3 separate regions of the Mus musculus genome follow, and all the other regions are linked to region 1. Evidence: chromatin contacts called from public HiChIP or PLAC-seq and promoter capture Hi-C data. All regions are on one chromosome and are shown on one strand. Each heading gives the region's core, a stretch centred on a gene start, on an enhancer-like site or on the middle of the called end of the contact. The rest is flanking DNA. Distances are from core to core; before and after follow the strand shown.

What was found. Promoter capture Hi-C pulls out the DNA fragments that hold promoters and counts their contacts. HiChIP or PLAC-seq counts read pairs in DNA pulled down with a chosen protein or histone mark.
Region 2: a promoter capture Hi-C map of the C10 cell line shows a contact between it and region 1, with 2.4 times the contacts expected there. The contact joins the promoter of Tcte1 here to the enhancer-like site in region 1. A contact is called at or near these places in 2 of 39 promoter capture datasets (the C10 cell line and pre-B cells), 4 of 484 Hi-C or Micro-C datasets (B cells, Sertoli cells, frontal cortex and 1 more), 2 of 115 datasets of contacts at active chromatin or transcription factors (embryonic stem cells and pancreatic cancer cells) and 3 of 9 other capture datasets (adipose tissue, liver and pancreatic islet).
Region 3: a contact with region 1 is called in an H3K4me3 HiChIP or PLAC-seq map of bone marrow-derived macrophages, with 2.2 times the contacts expected there. The contact joins the promoter of Slc35b2 here to the enhancer-like site in region 1. A contact is called at or near these places in 8 of 39 promoter capture datasets (the 3T3-L1 cell line, 3T3-L1-derived adipocytes, the C10 cell line and 4 more), 13 of 484 Hi-C or Micro-C datasets (the C2C12 cell line, the P5424 cell line, brain and 8 more), 15 of 115 datasets of contacts at active chromatin or transcription factors (the 230-238 cell line, the NIH/3T3 cell line, the SCID.adh cell line and 9 more) and 4 of 9 other capture datasets (adipose tissue, embryonic stem cells, liver and 1 more).

Annotation. Positions count from the first base shown.
Region 1 is chr17:45,702,089-45,704,886 of GRCm38.p6, forward strand. Gm35456 (a long non-coding RNA gene) reads right to left here. Exons shown (of 7, transcript XR_385596.4): 7 at 1,040-1,285. Among named protein-coding and RNA genes, the nearest start is that of Mrpl14, 17 kb to the left of the region's middle. Within about 2 kb of position 1,348, at least 90 of the 459 cell types and tissues checked have an H3K27ac peak or open chromatin away from gene starts, as enhancers often do. A contact at or near this core is called in the 230-238 cell line, the C2C12 cell line, the HPC-7 cell line and 6 more, where this site is marked.
Region 2 is chr17:45,522,079-45,524,876 of GRCm38.p6, forward strand. It overlaps Tcte1 (t-complex-associated testis expressed 1), which reads left to right and starts at 1,356. Exons shown (of 5, transcript NM_013688.2): 1 at 1,356-1,493.
Region 3 is chr17:45,562,504-45,565,301 of GRCm38.p6, forward strand. It overlaps Slc35b2 (solute carrier family 35, member B2), which reads left to right and starts at 1,433. Exons shown (of 4, transcript NM_001357105.1): 1 at 1,433-1,565; 2 at 2,077-2,270; 3 at 2,422-2,576. The coding sequence starts at 1,555. It overlaps Nfkbie (nuclear factor of kappa light polypeptide gene enhancer in B cells inhibitor, epsilon), which reads left to right. Exons shown (of 6, transcript NM_008690.4): 6 at 1-666.

The DNA.
Region 1 (2,798 bases), core at 98-2,597:
CTCTGTAATTCGCTCTTCAACCAAGAAAGAACTGGTGTTCTGTTTCCTTCTCTCCCACCCGTTTGGCTGTGGACCATTGGTTCGTTCTCAGCCTTTGCGACGTATTTTTGCTAAACGGTTTTACCAAATTTGAGTCGCTTCCTCTGCCTTTCCTGCAGATGAAAGGGATTATGGGCTTGCTTCACCCGTTCAGGGTTGTGATGACCTCTTGCCATTTGCTTGACAGTCTGACAGGCCGTCTGTCTTCTTGGATGGCTTTTTGAAGAGGAAACACTGACTTTGAGAATTTGAAAAGAGCTCTTGCATAATTGGGATACCCTCGGGTATTATGAAACCTGGAGTGGCCAAGTGCTTGAGGCCCAATATTTACATGCCAAACAGAGGGAGGCAACCCTTGCTCACCCAGGAAGGAGGGGCCAGATGGCCGTTTGTTACCTGGGCCCTGCCCATTCCACCTGCCAGATTCCTATTGATTTTACCTTGCTTTCCCAGAGCTGCTTGGCCTAGGAAGCCAAGGCTGGCCCTTCTCTCCCAGATGCTAGCCTTAGCACTGGCTGCCACACCTAGCCTCTGGTGGATTTTCAGAGCTGGGAGTAGACTGTACTGCCCTTTCTGGGTTAATTCAGTGCCTTCCTGGCTAGCCTCAGCTGATGTCCGGAAAGGGGTGGGCATGTCGGAGCCAAGGAGTGAGCTCTGTGTGTCCATAAATCTTCCCAGTGTTCCGTTCATAAGAAACACTAACTGAGTTTGCTGCCAGCCCTGGTTCAAGGGTGTGGTGAGAGAAGAATGCTTAAATTGAGGTTTTAGGGTTCTTTGTAGGGCCTCTTTTTCCGGGACAGGTCCCTGTAATTATAGATAGTCTTGTGGTTTCCCAATGATCCCAAACAACCTTTGCTGCACACCTCCCAGCCCATGGGCACCCTTTGTATTTAATCTTTTTCAGAGACTTTGTGTGTGAATATGTTCATTTTTGTCAGAGATACAAACTAATTTTAGCCCCCATTCTCTCCAAAGCGTCATATGTTTCTGGGTTTGAAATATTTATTTTTATTTTATGTTTCTTAGAGGCCAGAAGAGGTGTCTGATCTCCTAGAGCTGGAGTTACAAGTGCTGGAAGCCAGGGGTCCTTAGGGAGACCCCTTCCCTGACAAACCACCCAAGAGAAGCGACTTTAAAGCAGGGAAGACCTCCTCTGGTTTGTGGTTTCAGGCCACGGTCAGCTGTTCCATTGCTCTGAGGCCTATGATGAGGCACAGCATGGAGAAGGCTCCTCCCATCCCAGGGCCTGCAGAGCAGAGAGAGGAAAGTGTTAACCTCCCATTGTCACTTTCAACCACAAGCTGCCAGGGCCTAACTTCCTTACACTAGGCCCTCCCACACAGGGCCAACAGGGGACCGAGCTCTTCCACGCGAGCCTATAGGGACATTGAAGACCTCGGTCACGGAATTGCTGTTAGGCTGTGAGGATTTGGAGGTTTCCATTTCAAGGTTCTGTGCTCGGGATGGAGACGAGTTGGCAGAGTGCTTGCCCAGCGTGCATGGAGGCCTGGGCTTGATCCCCAGTGCTATTCCACACAAGTGTGGGTGCATGCCTCTAACCCCGGTGCTCAGGAGGCAGAGGTAAGAGGATCGATCACGAGTTTAAGGTCATCCTCGGCTAAGTTTGAAGTCACCCTGGGCTACATGAGACCCTACCTTTTTTTTTTTTTCTCCCTTAAAAGGGTTAGATTTAAAAATCTAATGCTCAGAGATGCAGAGGGAGTCTTTCTCCTAGGTCAAGGCTTCATTGTAGTCAGCTGACATAAGGCTTAAGGATGGTTTATTTCAGAGCCAGGCTGAAGTAAACTTACCAGCCTTCCCTATGACCATGGAGATGTGAGGGCTAAAGAACTTCCTGAGGGATTGGAGAGATGGCTCAGTAGTTAAGCATGTGGCATGCAAGCCTGAGGCCAGATACCCAGCACCCATGACATGCTGGGTGGGCATGGGAGCCTGCCTGTTACTCCAGCTTAGGAAGGTAGATACAGACTGGCCATATCATGTAGCTCTGGGTTTGATTGAGCACCCCTGCCTCCATGAATCAGGTGGAAGAGCTCATGACCTTCACATGTACATGTCCCCACAGACATGTGGCCAAACACATGCACAACACATGTAGGAAAAGTGTGTGTGTGTGAAAGAGAGAAAGAGAGAGAGAGAGAGAGAGAGAGAGAGAGAGAGAGAGAGAGAGAGAGAAAGTTCCCAAACATTATGTATGAAAATAGCAGCTTTGGAGCTGGAGAGATGGCTCAGCAGTTGATAGTACGGCCAACTTGCTCTTCCAGAGGTCCTGAGTTCAATTCCCAGCAACCACATGATGGCTCACAATCATCTGTAATGGGATCTGATGCCCTCTTCTGGTGTGTCTGAAGACAGCTACAGTGTACTCACATACATAAAATAAATAAATAAATAAATCAGGAAGGAAGGAGAGAGAGTGAAAGAGAGACAGAGACAGAAAGAAAAAAAAAAGAAAGAGAGAAAGAAAGAAAGAAAGAAAGAAGGAAGAAGGAAAAAGGAAAATGGCAGTTTTGGGACATATCAAGGTCTTCAGATCCTTAGCCTGGCTTGCTTTCTCCCTGAGTCAGGGGACCCCTAGGGCTCTTTCACCTCTGATGCTGAAGAATTTGCTGGAACATGCTTTGAGAGTTAGCCCAAGTGTCATATGCCTATAATCCCACAGTGTGAGAGGTAGAGGCAGGAAGGTCGGGAGTTTGAGGCAAAACCCCATTTCAAAATGAGACAACAGAAAACTCTCC
Region 2 (2,798 bases), core at 106-2,605, 180 kb before region 1:
AGTGGCAGAAGCCACAAAAGCCAGCCTTGGTGGCGCACCTTCATAATCTCCCAGCTGTGCAGTCAGGGAAGAGTGCACAGAGACGGGGCGGGGGGGGGGGGGGGATGGGGATGGATTCCCCCAGTTCCACGAGCCATCTAACTAAGCCTGGTCTTTGAGCTCCAGGGCAGCAAAAGACCTTTTCTCAAGGAGGACAGCACCTGAGGTCACCCGCCACATGCATGTACATACCTGTGCACCTATCTATACACACAGAAGCATGCGCAAATAGAGCAGCTGAGACCGAAGCCCAGCATTTGAAGCACAGTGGAGCCAAGGAATGTAGGGAAGACCCTCCTCTATCAGAACAAAGCTGCCAGGCAGAGCTCTACCTAGACACAGGAGTGAGGGGTGGGTACAGCAGTGGGAGTGCACATTTTCATAGCAAGGATTCCCTGACACTGTATTAACTCCGAAGCGTGGGGCTACACGGTGCCAGAGTGCACACTGACTACCATGTAAGCATCTGGAGTGAGGATGTAGCTCCGGTGGCCCAGTACCAAGCATGGACTGAGCCCTGGGTTCAATTCCCCAGCACTGCAGAAACACGATTCCACTCTCTGTAATCCGGGCTCTGGAGAAGCAAGGCATGTGCAGCAGAATCAAGATCATCCACCGACTATACACACGATGGTTTGTAAGCCTCATGTGAGAGCGTGAAGGGACATGGGGACAGAAGCATGGCTCCTCACTGCATGGCTTGACCGCTGGACCTTGGTGGTAGGTTGGTCTACTAGGTTTTACCGCGGGCCCAGCTCTTTCGTGGCCACCAAGCTGAGGCTTCAACAGAGGCAATCTGACCAGAGAAGCTAGCTTAAAGCTAAACTTTGCTTTCCTAGGACAGACGGACACACACACACACACACACACACACACGCACACTCACAGTCTGCTGTCCCTCTGCTTTAGAGAATGAGTTCTTCTATTCCATATAGCCTGATCCCCGGAGTCGTCTCTCCTGCCTTGAGAGCTTCCGCCAGGCTGAGCGAAGGAGCGCTCTGGAGGCCCAGGCCCTTCCTGCCTCTGATACTTGGTTCACATTAGAGATAACCGAAGGGGCTCCCCAGCAGAGTTGGGGTCCACAGCTCGACCACAGGGGAATTCCAGAGGCTTAAGTAACTGTAGAAAGTCCCTCGCTTCCCCTGTCTCCTTTGTTTTTCTTGGGCCTTCTTCTCCTCCCCCCCTCCGCCCCCCAACTCCTTATCAGAAGTACATCCTCTAGAGCCACGCGAAAACCTTAATGCATCCCGAAACACGCAGCCAGAAAGCACGAGCGGAGGCCGAGAGCATAGGGTCGTTTTCTGAGCACGCGCACTAGGGGCAACCGAGGAGGAGGGCGCCAACGCCCAGGGCGGAGGGCTCAGGGTCCGCCCCCTGGCGACTCAGGCGTCCCTAACAACCAACTGCGCCAAGCCAACCGCCTCAGAGAGCAGTCTCCTGGGTCCCCAGAGCAGGTGAGGTGACCTCCGGGAAAGGGACCCCCAACTCTGATCTCCCCAATCAGACCATGCTGGTTAAGCTCAAAGCCCTGCCAGCTCCTGCAACCCACGCGGGTCTATGGCCCCGCAGCCGTCATCTTAGCTTCGTATGTCCTGTAATGGGAGAACCCATTCTGCAGTTACATGAAGCCCCCAGCTCATCACGCCTGTCTTCTAGAGGTGGGATCCAGGCTCTGCATTCCACACAGCGACTATCTGTAAACTGGTCTAGAGGTCTAGAATTCAAGTAAAGAAATGGGGAGACCTGGGAAGAGGAGAGTCCCCAATCCTCAGCTGAGGACAATGCTACAGGCCCTGTGGGTTCTGCACGTCCCCCATGGACCTGGTCTCTCTGAGTTACCAAGGGGAGGAGAAGAGAGGAGGCTGGAGTCGTGGGTAGAGCTACTGCAAGTGTCCCTTTCCATAGAGCTGACTACAGATGCCTGAGCTAGGATGGGGAGGACCCAGAAGCTATGAACAAGCTATCTCCCTGAGCCAGAGACCAAACCTGGGCTCTCAGAAAAACAGTGGTTGGTTTGTTTGTTTGTTTGTTTGTTTGTTTTAAATTCTCTCTTCCTTCAGCCCATAAACTGGGACTTCACAACAGGACTTTGGGCAATAGAGGGCAGGGAAGATGTAAACAAAAGCCCAGGGCTCTGAATACAGGAACCTGAGACCCAAGGAGGGCTCTTTGTGGGGAGCATGGGGTACGCGTGGGTGGGAAGCTGGCAGAGAGGTGGATGGAGACCCTAACCTGCCCCTGCAGCAGACCACCACAGCTACACTTGCAGAGAAACATGGGGCGTGACAGGCCCATTTGAGTAGTGGCAGGAACCTCCCTGACGTGGCCAGATTTTACTGGGGACTTGAAGAAGGATGAAAAGGGAAGGAATATGAGGGAGAGATCCAAGCTTGACCCAGTCTGTGAGCAACATGCGCTCCCAGCGTGAGCAGGGCAGAAGAGCAAACCTGCAACATTCTCTTGGGCCCTTGTGGAGACCTCAAGCCAAAGTCGGCCACAATCCAGCCTTAGGGAAGCGTCTCGGCAGCGAAGTAGGTGAAGGCTGGGGCTCCACAGTGGTGACCAGAGAACCCACGGGGGGAGGGAGTTCCAGAAACCTTTCTGGAACTGAGATGAGGTGAGAAAGGGGTACCTCAGAGAAGCAAGAGGGCCCATGGGGCAGATAAGCAGTCCGTCTGGCTTGCTGGCTTGGTGACAGCGAATCTCTTCAGTTTTCTAAGCCTCAGTTTCCTCTTTTGTAAGGTGTGGGCAATGGTGTT
Region 3 (2,798 bases), core at 183-2,682, 140 kb before region 1:
TGTGATGGGATCTCAATGAGTTGCCAGAGATGGCCTGGAACTCACTCTATAGCCCAGGCAGTCATCTTTGAACTGGGAACTTCCTGTCTCAGCCTCCTGAGTAGCTGGGATTATAGGTCTGGTGGCAGCGGGCCACCGCAAAGTTATCTAAAGACTTCAAACATAAGGCTCCCAACTGAACCTTTGCAGTTATTCTAATATGACACTAAAATGGAAGAGAGGGGCTTTAAAAAAAACAACAACAACAACGTTTCCCTTCTACAGTTGTATGCATAGGCAGGCCTGACTCTCGGGTAAAGGCAGAGAGAAGGAAACAAGCCCTGAGCAAGCACAGGGCCTTGCTGGGTATGGTAGGAGACCTAAGTGGTTCCTGCCACCACAGGCACATCTCCTTCATGTGGAAATGCCCAGGGCTGGAGAGTGAGGAGGAAGAATATGGAGACACACACGTGTCCCTGGAGAAGTTTGAGGACATTGATCACAAGAGAGTTGCAACTTTCCTCCCCCACCCAACCCCCTTAGACTCCACACACTGAGGGCCCTGCTAGGTCATGCACGAAGAAGGAGAAGAAATAAATCAACATACTTTCCGATGCTTAGCGCTTATAAGCACTAAGCAAATGCATCCTGTGAGTGAGACAGATATTAAAGGCATAAACAACTAAATATGTGGTTATACGTTGCAATGGGTGACTGGGAAGGAAGAAAACCGTTAGCAGGAAGGAGGACAATGGAGTGGGCGAAGGATCATCCTCTGGGAAGCTTCAAGCAGGTGTCGTTGAAATTGCGATTTAGGATGAGCAAGGGGAAAGACAGCATTGGGGAAGGCCTCCGATGAATTAAAGGAACTGAAAACAGGCCAACAGGACTCTACAAGGTTGGGCAAGTGGGCGAGGAGGACGCACCAGGTCATACAGAGCCTAGAAGGTCACAATCACAGGTACTAAGGGGATGATTACTGATGCAGCCAAAAAAGGAAGAGACATCATTGTTTAAAAACTAACGCCGGTTCTGGTGGCGCAGGCCGGTAGGATTTGCTGAAGGAGGCAGAGGCAGGAGGATCTGGAGTTCGAGGCCAGCCTGGGATACAGCGTGAGTTCCAGGACATCCAGGGCTACACAGAGAAACCCTGTCTCGAAAAAAAAAAAAAAAAAACACCAAAACAAAAAACAAAAAAACCGTAATGTAAGAGGAAGTACTGGGTCTCAGATACTCAAAATCCTAGTCCACTAGATGGCAATGGTCATCATCACTCTGTGTGGGTTGGGTTGGGTTGGGTTGATGGCTGTGACCAAGCAAGCTGGGAAAGGGAGGGAGTCCCAACTGGAGTTCCCCAGGGGAACCGGGCTTGGTCTGCCTCCGGGCCGCGTGGGGTCGCTGTGGCCGGAGTGTCGCGAAGGGGGCTGAGGCGGGGAGGAGGCGGGAAGAGCGCAGCACTTCCGCTGGCTGGCTGACTGGCTGGCTGCTGGAGCGGGCGGCAGAGGGAGCGGAGGGAGCGCGCGGCCCGGGGGACTCACATTCCCCGGTCCCCCCTCCGCCCCACGCGGCTGGGCCATGGACGCCAGGTGGGGGGCTCGGGCAGCCATGGCCCACGTGACCGAGACCCCGGGGCCACGTGACCGAGACCCCAGGGCTCCGGAGGCGGGGTGGGGGGTCCTCCAGCCGCAGATCCGCGTGGCACTGTTGGGAGCCCCGTGTGGATGGGCACGCGGCATGTGGCCTACGCTCCTCGCGGGGCTTCGGGGATTGTCGCGCGTAGGGGGATGAGGGACAGTGGCGCTTCGGAGAGGGAAGGGGGTGGGGGTTGCCTGTGGCCTGAGCTGCCCGCGCGCTGAAGGGAACAGAGGCGACCTATGTGGCTGGACAGGCGGGGCCGTCCCCGAGAAGGGAGGAGGTTCTGCCTGGCCTGCGCCGGACCCCCTGAGAGAGAGGGAGAGAGAGGCTCTTTGTCCGTCCCTCTGGGCTGCAGCGGAGGGGGCGGGGAGGCCACTGGGCACTTCCCTGGTACAGTCCCCTCCGGAGGGCAGAGAGGCGGAAGAGCTGCAAACCTAATCGTTGCTTCGGCTGTCCCAGCAGATGGTGGGCAGTAGTGGTACTCGCCACACTCCCTTCCTTGGGAGCAGGTGGAGAGTCACCCGAAGCCCCTCCGCAGTCCTGGACACAGCTGTGGCTCTTCCGCTTCTTGTTGAATGTAGCGGGCTATGCCAGCTTTATGGTACCTGGCTACCTCCTGGTGCAGTACTTAAGACGGAAGAACTACCTGGAGACAGGTAATGTGGCCAGAGGGTGGGGAGATGAGGGAAGTCTGGTTGCAGGTGTTGGCAGAGCGGGACTTGGGCCGGGAGGGAGGCCAGTAAGTCAGACACCGGATCGGGCTGGCTGCTCTGCAGAGGTTGTGGACCTTGACTGTGTCTTCTTCAGGCAGGGGTCTCTGCTTCCCCCTGGTGAAAGCCTGTGTGTTTGGCAATGAGCCCAAGGCTCCTGATGAGGTTCTCCTGGCTCCGCGGACAGAGACAGCGGAATCCACCCCGTCTTGGCAGGTCCTGAAGCTGGTCTTCTGTGCCTCGGGTCTCCAGGTAAGAATACAGGCTCCCCTTCTCTTCCCCAGCTGGGTACAGACAGCCCCTGACTTAAACCAAATTTTCCCTGCCCACCCCAAAGGTTTGTTAGTTTGGGTCTGGTTTGTGTCCCTACAGGACACAGCCCAGTCCTGAAAGTGAACTTCCAGCGCTTCCTTCAACACCTGTATTGAAATGAAAGTTCACTGTACACACGCATGTGTTCATGCGCACGTCCAC